Linked DNA regions of Mus musculus: regions 2, 3 and 4 are each linked to region 1. The links are chromatin contacts, called in public HiChIP or PLAC-seq maps. All regions are on one chromosome and are shown on one strand. Each heading gives the region's core, a stretch centred on a gene start, on an enhancer-like site or on the middle of the called end of the contact. The rest is flanking DNA. Distances are from core to core; before and after follow the strand shown.

Evidence for each region. HiChIP or PLAC-seq counts read pairs in DNA pulled down with a chosen protein or histone mark.
Region 2: a contact with region 1 is called in a FOXA1 HiChIP or PLAC-seq map of pancreatic cancer cells. The contact joins the promoter of Sspn here to the promoter of Kras in region 1. A contact is called at or near these places in 1 of 39 promoter capture datasets (cranial neural crest) and 1 of 115 datasets of contacts at active chromatin or transcription factors (pancreatic cancer cells).
Region 3: an H3K4me3 HiChIP or PLAC-seq map of neural tube shows a contact between it and region 1, with 5 times the contacts expected there. The contact joins the enhancer-like site here to the promoter of Kras in region 1. A contact is called at or near these places in 7 of 39 promoter capture datasets (the HPC-7 cell line, cranial neural crest, embryonic stem cells and 4 more), 7 of 484 Hi-C or Micro-C datasets (the AML12 cell line, the N1E-115 cell line, cerebellum and 4 more), 5 of 115 datasets of contacts at active chromatin or transcription factors (craniofacial prominence, embryonic forebrain, forebrain and 2 more) and 1 of 9 other capture datasets (embryonic stem cells).
Region 4: an HNF4G HiChIP or PLAC-seq map of pancreatic cancer cells shows a contact between it and region 1. The contact joins the enhancer-like site here to the promoter of Kras in region 1. A contact is called at or near these places in 3 of 115 datasets of contacts at active chromatin or transcription factors (bone marrow-derived macrophages, embryonic stem cells and pancreatic cancer cells) and 1 of 9 other capture datasets (macrophages).

Annotation. Positions count from the first base shown.
Region 1 is chr6:145,248,574-145,251,728 of GRCm38.p6, reverse strand. Kras (Kirsten rat sarcoma viral oncogene homolog) reads left to right here and starts at 1,498. Exons shown (of 5, transcript NM_021284.6): 1 at 1,498-1,680. It overlaps Gm15706 (predicted gene 15706), which reads right to left and starts at 1,200. Exons shown (of 2, transcript NR_045598.2): 1 at 940-1,200; 2 at 1-517.
Region 2 is chr6:145,932,544-145,935,698 of GRCm38.p6, reverse strand. Sspn (sarcospan) reads right to left here and starts at 1,577. Exons shown (of 3, transcript NM_010656.3): 1 at 1,328-1,577. The coding sequence starts at 1,525.
Region 3 is chr6:145,822,038-145,825,192 of GRCm38.p6, reverse strand. No RefSeq gene overlaps it. Among named protein-coding and RNA genes, the nearest start is that of Gm38927, 19 kb to the left of the region's middle. Within about 2 kb of position 1,447, at least 35 of the 459 cell types and tissues checked have an H3K27ac peak or open chromatin away from gene starts, as enhancers often do. A contact at or near this core is called in the AML12 cell line, neural tube and palatal mesenchyme, where this site is marked.
Region 4 is chr6:145,768,579-145,771,733 of GRCm38.p6, reverse strand. The region is part of intron 1 of Rassf8 (Ras association (RalGDS/AF-6) domain family (N-terminal) member 8); the gene reads right to left. Among named protein-coding and RNA genes, the nearest start is that of Gm15704, 22 kb to the right of the region's middle. Within about 2 kb of position 1,618, at least 56 of the 459 cell types and tissues checked have an H3K27ac peak or open chromatin away from gene starts, as enhancers often do. A contact at or near this core is called in pancreatic cancer cells, where this site is marked.

The sequences.
Region 1 (3,155 bases), core at 249-2,748:
TTGATTGAGGCCAGCTTACTCTTCCATAGAGACCCTCTCAAAACAAACAAAAACCAAAGAGAATTAAAATGAAATACTAAAGCATTAAATGGTGGTGAGTGTCCTGGAGAAAACTAGGAGTAGTGTTCGGGGACTGAGGGGAGACTGCAGTCCCAAAGACGCTCTTTATGGAAGCTCTCACTTAAGAAATGAGACATTTAAACAAGGCTTAAAGCCTATGATATAGGAAGCTCTGGGCATTGGTAGTTAGGAGACAGTTTTTGAGGACAGTCTCAGAGGAAAAGGCCAACCTCCCCATTCTCGGAGCAGCCAGGAGTCAAGGTGAAACACGAAGGTAAGGTAAGGTAGCAAGTGGTCAAAGGCAGCATAGAATTTTAGAATTTTGCCTTTATGTTCTTGAACTGTGAGCCACGCGGGAGCTCAAGGCAGACTGAGATACTGAGTTAGTATCTTTCCTTCAGCTTAACAGTGTGAATGTGGCCGCCATTTCTTCCTTTCCGTAAATTTCTTCCTTCATCTGTAAAATAGTCGAGATGATGTTTAACTCGCGGGGGCGTTGTGATAATTAAATACGCTATGTGCAAAAACATTTAGCAGTTAACTTGACACAGAGTAGGCACGTTCTTTCTTTCCCTGTCTTCCTCCTGTTTCCCGGGCCTCCCACCTGGTGCTGGGAGGGAGAGGTAGGGTGCAAGAAGAGTGACATCACTTCAGAGAGCTAGTGTAACAGTTTCACGCGTGGCTGGTGATGGGGCTGTGAGGACAGACGGCGGTCGGTGGGTGGGTGGATGGGCAGTCTTTTGGGCGGGGGCCCTGGCTCTCCAGGCCTCAACTGATGGCATTTTTTAGAAGGGGCATCAGTGCGGTCTAGAGGAACGCACGCTTATTTGCCTCCCTGTTTAACTCTGCGGTGGTAACTGATGAATGAATGTCTTCTACCTGGCGTCCTGAGAAGTCTCCTCGGATCTGTCCTGTGGAGCGAGGGCACTTCCTACAAAGCGGCTCTCCATGTGGTATCCGGGCAGAAGGCCAGCCTGGTCTACACAGAGAGACCCTGTCTCAAAACAAAAAGAGGAGGTCCGGGTTGGGAGCCTGCAGGCTTCGGACAGTCCGGCCAAGGGACCGCGAGGCCAGCGGCTGGGGTCCGCCCCCGGCGGCGCCGCGCGCGCCCGGAGGAGCAGCAGCGGGGCGGGCGGCCGCGTGCGAACGAGCGGCGAGGCGGGGCTATCGGGAGCGCCAGCCCCGGGTCGGGGTCCGCGTTGGCCGACGCCCTCTCGGCACCACCCTCGCGCGCCCCCGCCCGGGCCCGTCCTGGCCGCCGCTTCCCGCCCTCGCTCTCCTGGGCTCCCAGCGCTGCGGCCGCTCCCTCCCTCCCTCCTTCCCTCCCTCCCGCGCGCGCGGCCGAGGCAGCGCGGAGCACCGAGCGCATCGATCGGCCTGCTCTGCGGCCGCCCGCCCGCCTGCCGGGCCCATCGCGCACTCCGGGCTCGATTCGGCAGGCGGCGGCCGCGGCGGCTGAGGCGGCAGCGCTGTGGCGGCGGCTGAGACGGCAGGGGAAGGCGGCGGCGGCTCGGCCCGGAGTCCCGCTCCCGCGCCATTTCGGACCCGGAGCGAGCGCGGCGCGGGCCTGAAGGCGGCGGCGGGAGCCTGAGGCGCGGCGGCTCCGCGGCGCGGAGAGAGGTAGGGCGCGGGCGGCGCTCCTGGGCCGCTGCCCGGTGCGGAGCTCGGCGCGGCCGGGCGGGGCCGCGGCGCTGAATGAAGCCGGCTCGGGGCGGCGGGCGCGGGGCGCCGAGGTCGGGCGGCCGCCGTTTCCCGGACGGGGCGGCTTTCCTTCCTCCTCCCGGCCGCGGCGGGCCCTCCGCGCTCGCCCGGCCTCCGCGCCCGGCCTCTGCTGCACCCGGCATCCGCGCCTGGCGCCCCGCGCCCGGCTCAACTTGTCGGGCGCGCGGGCTGTGCGGGGACGCCGCTTCCCCTGGCCGGGCTGCGGGGCCCCGGGGGAGGTCGCGGCGGGAGGTGCTCGGACCCGGTGGCCGGAGGGCGTCGTGGTTCTCGGAGGGGAAAGGCGTCCGCCGCGGAGTTCGCGACCGCTCCCCTCCCCCACGCCTGTAAGGGCTGTGACATTGCCGCGGCCACAAAGGAGGAGGTGGAGGTAGGGATGGTGCTGGCAGAACAGGTGGCCCACGCCCTGCGCGGAAAGCCCGCGAGCGACCCGCACGGAAGCAGAAAAGTTAATGCGGCAAGTCTGAGTGGCTTTGTGTCGTGAAAACACAGGGGGAACGAAGGGCGAGAGCCGAGGCAGGGGACTCTCCCCGAGTGGAGCGCAGGCAGCTCGGCTCACAGCGTCAAGTTTGAATCGCCTGCTGCCCTCTCCCCTCAGTCCTGCGGTTTGTCCCTTGCCCCTTCCAGACTCCAGAGTTGATTGTAGCATTCGGGCCGACCTCTGAAATCCCCCTAGGCCCATGTAGTAGCTCAAGTCCTGAGCCAGCCCCGTTAAAGCAAGGTGATCATCAAGGCAAGGACTTAAAAGCAGAATGGCATGCTGTGTTTGTCGTAGAGGAATCATCTGAGAGGAAATGTTGAACAAGTCTGCTCATAATAATCACTTCGAAATTGCCACCAAATGACCAGTGTCACTCTTCCACCGAGGGCCTGATTGCTGACCCCTCATGTGATAGACAATAGACATCAGATACGCTAGGTATCCATATATTTAATTTGAAACTGTAGCTATTCACAAGCATCCTTGGTTTTAAGAGATGGCGGATAGTAATTTAATTTTTCCACTTTGGTTGGAATTGAGCCCCTTTATTACCTTTTGTAACTGGGGGTGGGGGTGGGTGGGTGGGGGAACCTTTCAGGCTTAAGGTTTTTCTTGAGTAAGACTTCTTTTTTTTCTAGTGGACTTAATTAAATATTACTAAGTTTTAAAAACCCGACAATAAATTTTATTCAGCAAAAGCTACGGTGTAAATGATTCAATATCTGTCCACAGTATACCCTAAATTAGCCAACATTTTAGTCTGTGGGACCCCTTTGCACCTATAAACAAATTATTGAGGGTCTCAGAAATCCTTGAAGGGGGGGAACATGCCAATATTTACTATATTAGAAGTAACACATTTTTTCAGTTTATTTAGAACTAGGAATAAAGTGCC
Region 2 (3,155 bases), core at 328-2,827, 680 kb before region 1:
TCCTTGTTCCTTCCTTTTGCCTGGCCTTCAAGGACAGATATTTTCCCCGGAGTATGTTGACAGCCATCGAGGCGACCAAAATATCCAGTATGTCTAAATGAGAGGTTATTTTTAAAATCATTTGACTTAGAAAACTCCAATCACGATAATTTCAAGGGAATTCTCAGTACACAAATTAAACATTTTAAATTACTCTGCAAAGATTTGTGAGTTTGAATAATCTTAATTTAAAAATATCTGCACCTATGAATATGCATCAGGTGTCTTCAGGTTCTGTCCCATACAAAATTATGTTGGGTTGTGTGTGTGTGTGTGTGTGTGTGTGTGTGTGTGGTCAGCAACAGTAAGGATAGAGGGGAGCTGGAAGGCCAAGGGGCCATGTTCATTTCTCCTGACTCTGCCACGTTTACCTTCTGGGCTTGAGGACGTCAGGTATCTTAATGGGCTTCCCCGTGTCCAGAGTGGAATAACAATCCCCACCGTTGCATGGGTCAAACGAGACAGCCTGAGAATTTAGCATTGGCTTTAGATAATAAGGTAAGTATTAGCATAGCCAGAATTCGGCTACAGAGAAGCCAGTCCTGCCTTTGCTTTCCCAGCTCATGACCTTGGGCGGGGCCAGCCTGGTTTCTCTAACTTGAGGACTGTCCCATAAGATGTGAAGTTACAAACACAGGGGAGATCTCTGGCAGAGCCGGCATACAGTAGGTATTCCGTACGCCGTATCTATTTTACTTTCAAGAACTCACACACCAACAGAGTACTGTGCATCTGGCATTAGTACAACCCCAAATGAACTCCACTGGAGCCAGCAAAGCTTCAGCCCACCTTACACTGTGTGGATTAAGCCTGTGCTTGCAGTCGTCTCCAGCCCTGCCTTAGGAAAGTGATTCATGACTCTTACAAGGGAACTGTAGTTTAACAAAGCCAGTGTGGCAACTCCAACTTAAGGTTTTCCTACCCTGCTTTTCCCAGGATGAACTTCATTCAGTGCTACTTATGCAGACGCACGTGGGGCCTGGGGAATGAGACAAGGACCAAGCCACACAGGGTGGGCCTGCAGTTATCTTTGAGGCTATGCGAGATGTCCACGGGGCCTCCCCTGTAGACTGAGTCAGAGCCCTGGGAGGAGCAAGAAGCCTCAGGCAGGCGAAAGCCAGAATCCTGCTCCCAGCCTTCCTCTGGGGAGCCCAAGTGTGCCCAAAGTCAATCTCCAAGCAGTTAGGGGTGCAGCCAGGGTGGGGGCGCATGCAGCTGGGTTAGTCTCCACTCCACCATGCGGCTCGCATGCCCGCTGGTGCTTAGGCCGAACAGACTTGATGCTTACAATGATCCCAGCCCAGAACGGAGTATCTCTGACTAGCAGGGAGGGGCTGATGCTCGCCATGAGGAAGCCCAGCACGGTCACCGCGATGCCCAACGCCAGCTGCAGCAGTGCCAGCAGCAGCGGGAAGCGGCAGCCACAGCAGGTCCGCGCCTCCTCCTCAGGCAGCTCCTGAGCCCTGGGGCTCGGCTTGCGCCCCATGTTCCCTCGGTGGTGCCTGCGCCTGGGCCTTGCTGCTGGGCCTGCCCAGTCTGCTGAGACTGGGCTGAGCAAAAGTGGAAAACACTGGCAGGAGGGGGACCCGAGGGGGGTCGCCAACTGCCAACGCACAGGGACCTGGCGCCCAGGGCCTGTGTGATGGGAATGCCAGCCTGCTTTACTTTTTTGTTTCCAGGAAGTACAAGACAAGGTGATGAATGCTTAAACCGCTTGTGTTTAATTAATAGATCACTGAATCCAAAATGGGCTCGGCTGCACTAAATAAAAGCTGTGGAGTCATTGACAAAAGTTAAATTGAGCTTTTTTTTTTTTTTTTTTTTTTAATGTAATCCAACCGACAAGGAAGAAAGGGAGGGAGAAAGAGAGGGAGCACTGGAGGAAAGGAGGGAGGGTGAGAGAAAGGAGCAAGGAGGGAGGGAGGGGGGAGGGAGGAAGGAAGAAGGAAGGAAGGAAAGAGAAAAACAAACAAAAAACCAGAAAAGAAAAATAAAAAACTTCTTTTCTTATTGAGGTACTCGCATTCAAAATAATTGTTCCTGGCCAGTGAGGTGACTGAGCTGGGAAAACCTGCTGACCTCATTTTGATTTCCAGGATCCACAGTGGAAGCTATCTATGACTCCTCAGAGATGAACCCTTGACCTCCACACGTGTGACTCTCAGACCATACACATGGCTGCACACAATAATAATTAATTAAAACTCAACAATGAAATAACTGTTTGTAGAGAGGCTGGGCTAATCATGACACCTCGCATGCTTGTTTGTCTTTAAAAGCCCTTTGTTCTCATTTATATCTTGCGACTGTCCCATGCAGCCCAGGCTGGGTTCAGACTTGCCGTGTATCCACAGAAGACCTTGACTTTTTAATCCTCCTGTCTCCACCTCCCAAGTGCTGGGATCACAAGTGTGCACCACCCTGTGTTTAAATAATAGTGTCTATGAGGCTCCCAGTGAGTCTTCACACTTGCTAAATGTCCAGGGGGTGTTGGCATGCTGGATAGAGATGGACAGTTGCACCCAGGCAACCTTTAAGGGCTACTTTTAGCACTTGCAATGTGCTAGGACAGGCAGCTATAGATCTGGTGCTCTCCAGGAGGCTCAGAAGAGATGGGTAAACCTGGTTATTTCCCGAAAGATGGTGAACTATGCCTGGGCAGGGCGAAGCCAGAGGAAACTCTGGTGGAGGTCCGTAGCGGTCCTGACGTGCAAATCGGTCGTCCGACCTGGGTATAGGGGCGAAAGACTAATCGAACCATCTAGTAGCTGGTTCCCTCCGAAGTTTCCCTCAGGATAGCTGGCGCTCTCGCTCTTTTCCCGACGTACGCAGTTTTATCCGGTAAAGCGAATGATTAGAGGTCTTGGGGCCGAAACGATCTCAACCTATTCTCAAACTTTAAATGGGTAAGGTTTTGTATACCTTCGTGCAGTACCATTTAGGACAAAGTACAGTGTGCAGCTACTAAGAAATAGTCCCAGTGGGGAGTGGTGGCTCACGCCTTTAATCCCAGCACTCGAGAGGCAGAGGCAGGCGGATTTCTGAGTTTGAGGCCAGTCTGGTTTACAAAGTGAGTTCCAGGATAGCCAGGGCTACACAGAGAAACCCTGTCTTGA
Region 3 (3,155 bases), core at 198-2,697, 570 kb before region 1:
CCAGAGAGCATGATACTGAAGCAGGAAGCTAAGCTAACTACACACCTTTAAAACAACAATACATATCAGTAGGGATGGGTGCCTTGGGAATATTCAGAATGGGACTCATTTTCAGACCTGGGAGAATCGGAACTAAATGCCTATGCAAAAAGCCCTGGGGAGCAGCTGACCATTCAAGGCTCTGCCAACAGCAGAAGTCATCCTAGAGCCTGGTGGTGTTTGTACCCCAGCTCTATTTGTGTGTGTGTGTGCACGTTTGAGAGCCCTTGTTTATGTACATGTGTTTGTGAACATGCGTGCATAGATAGGTCCTGTGGAGCTCCAGGTCCAATGTTTCTCTCAAGGGAACTAAGTAAAAATAAAAACTTGCAATACAGGTAAAGAAAAAGCAAGAAGGCTACACATTGGATACAGAAAGAGTTTTTGAAGATATGTAAATTAAAATTAGAATACTTACACCCATAGCAGAACTTCTCCCAATATGATTCTTATATATAAATTAAAAAGAAAAGACTTTTAAGTGAAATTTAGAGCATGAAGCCATGTTAGACTTTAGGATGATGGGATCTGTGGATGATCATGCTTTGGACTCAGGGAGTTGGCCTCTGTCAGGTCAGGACAAACCAGGTTCAGCTATTAGTCTTGAGTGAGCAATCAAGACAGGCAGACTAATTGTGAGAAACAGAAAAAGGGAGTGCACTTGATATACCACACTGGGAAGAGGGTTTTAGCAGCCCCAGGGTCTTGATTTCAGGTTAAGTTTTAAATACAGTAGCAGGCTGTGCACACACAGGCAGCTCTGGTCCAGGGGTGGCGCAGCTGCCTCTGACTCTTTGTTCTCCTTTCTGTAAGGTGGTCTACACAACTGTGAATTTTTTCTCAGAAGAAAAGTTTCCCCGCTGGCTGGCCCGGGCTCTAAGGGATTCTTTTCTCCCAGCTTGAGATTTCTGGGGGTGAGAGGAGTTCCGATTTCTTCCACTTCTTCAATAGTCCAGTAGCCAAGCAAGGAGCACAGACATGTCCTTAGACTATCTTCAGCCCTTCCAGGATGGTTACAAGTACAGCTAATCTTCACAGAGCCACAGGATGAAGCATTGGACCCATAAAGACAATCCTGGGGACATTTAGGTTGAAACATAGCCAACAAAGTGTCTTCCTGTAGAGGGCACCAGATGACTAGGCAGTGAAACCTTGCTGCCCTGTAGTGGGAAGTCCTGGGAAGGAGCCTCTGTGAACATACTGGAGACTTGTGGAAGTTGAAGATCCAGGCTGGGGGTGGGGGGTGGGGGAAACGACACACGGACTCAGTCTTTCCCTGCAAGCTCCATGCAGGCAAGTCCCAGCTCTTCGTATATGCAATCTCTGTGAGACAGCAGTCAGGAGCTTCCTGACAGGGTTGACAGAGGCTGAGGAGAGAGGCTATCAGGCATGCACATAGTTGTGGCAAACAGCAAACATGGAGAGTCACCACAGGCTAAACTACCGTCTGGCAGTTTGCATTGGTGCTCTTAGGAGGCAGAGAAGATGACCTTAGACTTTTATTTGGACAAGAGTATTTAATCTTACTTTTCATTAGATTGTGTTTCCCATGTATCTGTGCCAAAGATGGAAGTCCAACTTAGGAATGGGAGTGAATTCTGAAGTGAGTCTATTGAGAAATAAAAACTCACCCACCTCCAACTTGAGTGTCTGTGTCTAACATTCATGTCAGATATGCAAGCAGGAAAAGGCAGAGATCAGATCTTTGAATATGCTGATTCCTGACCCTGGCTGTGAGGCAAGGCCACAGGGTCATAGGCCAAGCAGGACCTTCTGTGGATAGGCAGATTGCTTGCACCAATGAGATGACAAAGCGTCAGAGTGGGAGGGGTGTGGGTGAGAAGGGGCCAGGCCTCAGTCCGCTGCTGGCAGGCCTCTCCTTACATCCCCACCACTGTGCTGTTGCCAGGAGACTGAAGAAGGGGCCAGGCCACATGGAGTGCAGTGCGGAATGTGTGAGAATGTGCAACCTGTGGTCTCATGAGTCCACGTGATCTGACATGGGCGAGGACTCACTTTCTCTTTTGCAGAGGACAGGACGCACCCACAGATCTGTCTTTTAATACAACTTATCTCTCTCCAAGGCACATATATGTACCCGTGCCCAAAACAGGGACGAGAAAAGCAACATGAAGCCCTCCCTGTTCACCTGGCAACTTAAAACCACCTGTAACTCCAGTTCCAGGGGATCTAACACATGTTCCTCTCTAGCCTCTGTTGGCATCAGGCACACACATGGTGTATATACATACATGCAGGCACAAAATTCATACACATAAAATTAAATATATATCAAATATACATTATATAAAATACACAAATATATATTATATAAATAAAAATATATAATCTATAAAAATAAATATATAAATATATTTTAAAAGGCTGTCTTATTTCACTTAGTAACAAGTGCCCTTACGTGCAACCTTGCCACCCTAAAATATTCTCAAGAAGATGCTACAGTATTCCACAGCCCACTCACATCAGAGAGGTTCCCATGAGTGCTTGCTCAGGAAGCTGCTCCATTGAGCTCTCTTATCCTGTTGAGTCCTTATTTCCTGGTAGCTGTTGGCGTCCTGTGTGGACTTTTTAATGCCTAAGCCCCCACAGCTGCCTGCCCCCTCAGCCCCTCACCTTTGGCTGTCTCTTCTGCGCTTCTAACATGGTACCTTACCACATGACTCCTCAGTGACTCAATCAGGAAATTGCTTATGCAGCTTTTCACAGTGGGGAGGTCAGTGGTTCTATGGCCGTGTGCAGCAGCTGACTGCATGAATCCAGCGGACCAGGAAGCAAGAAGCCAGTCGGAAGTGGGCTGCACTATATACCCTCCTGGCCCATCTCCCTCTGGCCCACTTCTCCCAGCTAGGCCCCTGTCCCTAAGGTTCTATCACTTTCTAAAACAGGACCAAATGTCCAAACAGGAGAACCTGTGGGTCCATTCCCCAGCTCCTTACAGGGCAACCAAGGCTTTCATAACCATGACAACCAAGGCCTTCATAACCATGATGTCTGCCCACTCTCTGTTCCCTCCTGCTTATACTATCTAATCACAGCTATTCAGTCCTTCATAGTTCTAGCTCCTAGACAGTGCCAGATGCCATTCTGATTCCTAT
Region 4 (3,155 bases), core at 369-2,868, 520 kb before region 1:
CAAAAAAGGGACCTAGCATGACTGCTCTCTGAAAGAGCCAAAGGGCAGCTGAAAGCGTCAGATGCTGATATTTGTACCCAACCAATGGACAAAAGCAGCTGAGTCCTGTTGTTGAATTAGGAGAGGCTGAAAGAAGCTGAGGAGAAAGGCGATCCTGTAGGAGGACCAGCAGCCCCAATCTGGACCCCAGAGATCTCTCCAACACTGGACCACCAAACAGACAGCATACACAAGCTAATATGAGGCCCCCAATACACATACAGTAGAGGCCTTTGGGTCTGTGTTCATTCAGAGATGATGCACCTAACCCTCAAGAGACTGGAGGCCCCAGGGAGTTTAGAGGTCAGATGGGGTGGGGGGTGGGGGCCTCCATGTGGAGACAGGAGGAGTGGGGAGGAGGGGTGGGATGTGGAGTAATCAGAGGGTGGATGGGGGGATGGAATATGAAGTGTAAAAAAATGAATTTAAAAGAAAGGGGGGTTGCTTCTGCACCTGAAAGACACAGGGAGGCCATGCTCTCCACAGTGACTATGTCCTATGGTGGCTGCCAGGCAGGCTGGTGAGTGTACAGCTACACCCCAGCTCTGTGGAATGTATCAACAGGCAAAGCTGCATCTTATAAAGAAGGGGAGAAAGGTAAAAGTCAAAGGAATCTCAAGGTATTTAGTCAAGAATTACAGAAAACAGCAATAATGGAAAACTCTTCAGCAGCAAATTCCAGGTAAGCCATCTAATCCTCCCCTGCGTAACCTGAGGGATGCAAATAAACCCATCCCCAGTCGTTCAAATCCCCATGCACGTGCCCCACCCCCAGCAGGAAGCCTCAACCATAGCCCTGTGCACAGAGCCCACACTCTAGTCCTGCTGCCCAGGAGGCAGCTGTGGGCCGGACTCTGCGCTGTGATGTGATTACAGAGTCACTCGGCAGCTGCACTGCTGAGCAGGCTTCCCGGCCCGGCCTCAGTACACAGCAGGACTACGGACAGGACGCCACAGGCTTCGGTGAGCACACGGATGTGATCAGCGGCCCTGCTGCAATCACTGCCTCACTCTCAACACTTGTGGTACTAGGGTTTCCTCTAATGCAAAACACGTAGCAGGCTCTGCATGAGAACCGAACCAGCAAGGAAGGAGAACTGTAGACTTAGGAGCTCTACTAGAAGGTTCTGAGGCTATGCATTTTTTTCAGAAGATTAATTTAAATGAGACCTCTGAAGGTCATGTAATCACTAATGAATAAAGGGCTAAGGAATTTATGGCATGGTACTCTGATTGGTGTCCTTAAAGAGTTTACTCACCTGTAAAATATGAACAGCTCGCTTATAAGTGATTCACCTGCCACAAACAAGGTCAGGCTGCTTTTTCTCCTGAGACCAGTAAGTCATGTTTGAGAGACGGAGCCAAGATGATGGAGCAGGTATACCAAAAGCAACCTAATTCATAACTTGGTTGCGTGCACTAAAGGAGATTGCTGGGAGCTTTGCACTTAAAAGGCCTCTCAGGACGGTTCAGTGCCACCGAGGATGTCGCAGACAACTAAGGACAAAGCCACACGCCTTCCTAGCTGCACCCTGTGGCTCCTCTGCTCTCAGAGGCAGCAATGGGAAGTACAGGCAGGCAAACTTATTTGTCAATGCAAGCTTGGCTGGGCATCCTAACGCAGTGGCGTGGTGCCACCTAACACTGTAGTTCTTTAAATCAGCATGTTGCAAAGGACAGTCCCTGAGTCCCCACTGAACATAGCTACACACGCCTCCTGAAACTCCGAACGGTTTCTGAGGAACCGGCCAGACACACGGGCTGACCTAGCTTCTGACCCTCCCTGCAGGGCTCTTGAGCAGGGCCAGCCTTGTGAGGTAGTATGCCAGCCTTGTGAGGTAGTATGCCAGCCTTGTGAGGTAATATGCCAGCCTTGTGAGGTAGTATGCCAGCCTTGTGAGGTAGTATGCCAGCCTTGTGAGGTAGTACGCCAGCCTTGTGAGGTAGTATGCCAGCCTTGTGAGGTAGTATGCCAGCCTTGTGAGGTAGTATGCCAGCCTTGTGAGGTAGTACGCCAGCCTTGTGAGGTAGTATGCCAGCCTTGTGAGGTAGTATGCCAGCCTTGTGAGGTAGTAGGCCAGCCTTGTGAGGTAGTATGCCAGCCTTGTGAGGTAGTATGCCAGCCTTGTGAGGTAGTAGGCCAGCCTTGTGAGGTAGTAGGCCAGCCTTGTGAGGTAGTAGGCCAGCCTTGTGAGGTAGTAGGCCAGCCTTGTGAGGTAGTAGGCCAGCCTTGTGAGGTAGTAGGCCAGCAAGGCAGAACCACACTGCTATCCTGCGGGGCTAACGCAGGCTGAAAACACTCTCAGTGTTCTTAGAGTGGTGGTCAATTTCTACCTTAAAAATAATGAATTCCCCCACGTTAACTTACTGTCCTAAAAAAACAAGACACACAGGCTGTTCTCCTGACAGTGTTCTGTGGGCTCTTACCACTCTGTCCTCTGATCCCAGTCACTTGGAAGGGGTGGGTTTCTGTAGTTTCACCTAACACTTTGTGTCTTTGGAAAAGGAATTCAGTTGTTTCTTTAAAGACCACTTAATGGCCCAGAGTGCTCTTCTCACCCTCCTTCCCTGCTGCCCAGAGCTCCCTGCAACAGCACAGGAATTGCCTGTACAGTTAGTTACCAGTTTGGCATTTGGAAAACTGCCTAAAGTGAGGGCTAAAAATGCTGAAGGAGACCTGGAGAGTTAGTTTTAGAGAATAAAAACAAAACCCTGCCACACTTCTCCTTGGGAGAACGAATGAGCCCCTGGCTCCTTGAGAAGGGAACGCCTGGCAGCACCGAGCACTCCATTGCCTAATGCTTGGAGAATGTGAGGCGCGAGGGAGTCAGAGAAGCCTTGGCTACAGGACGAGAGCTGACGCAGTCCGTGTCTGCCACACTCACACTGTGCCCTTCACAGATGTCTCTGCATCTATTTATAGGACGTTTAGGGCCAGGCCAGTTACTGTCCGCCATATTACCATTCTCATAACAGACTCATACACAAACTATCTTTTTTATGAATAAAAGACACTCCCACCCCTCATCTCTCAACAAAACTCAACTCTTAAAAGTCTTAGTCACAAAATTACATGAAATAGTAAATAAGAAGTAGTACAATAAGAAATTGTAGCG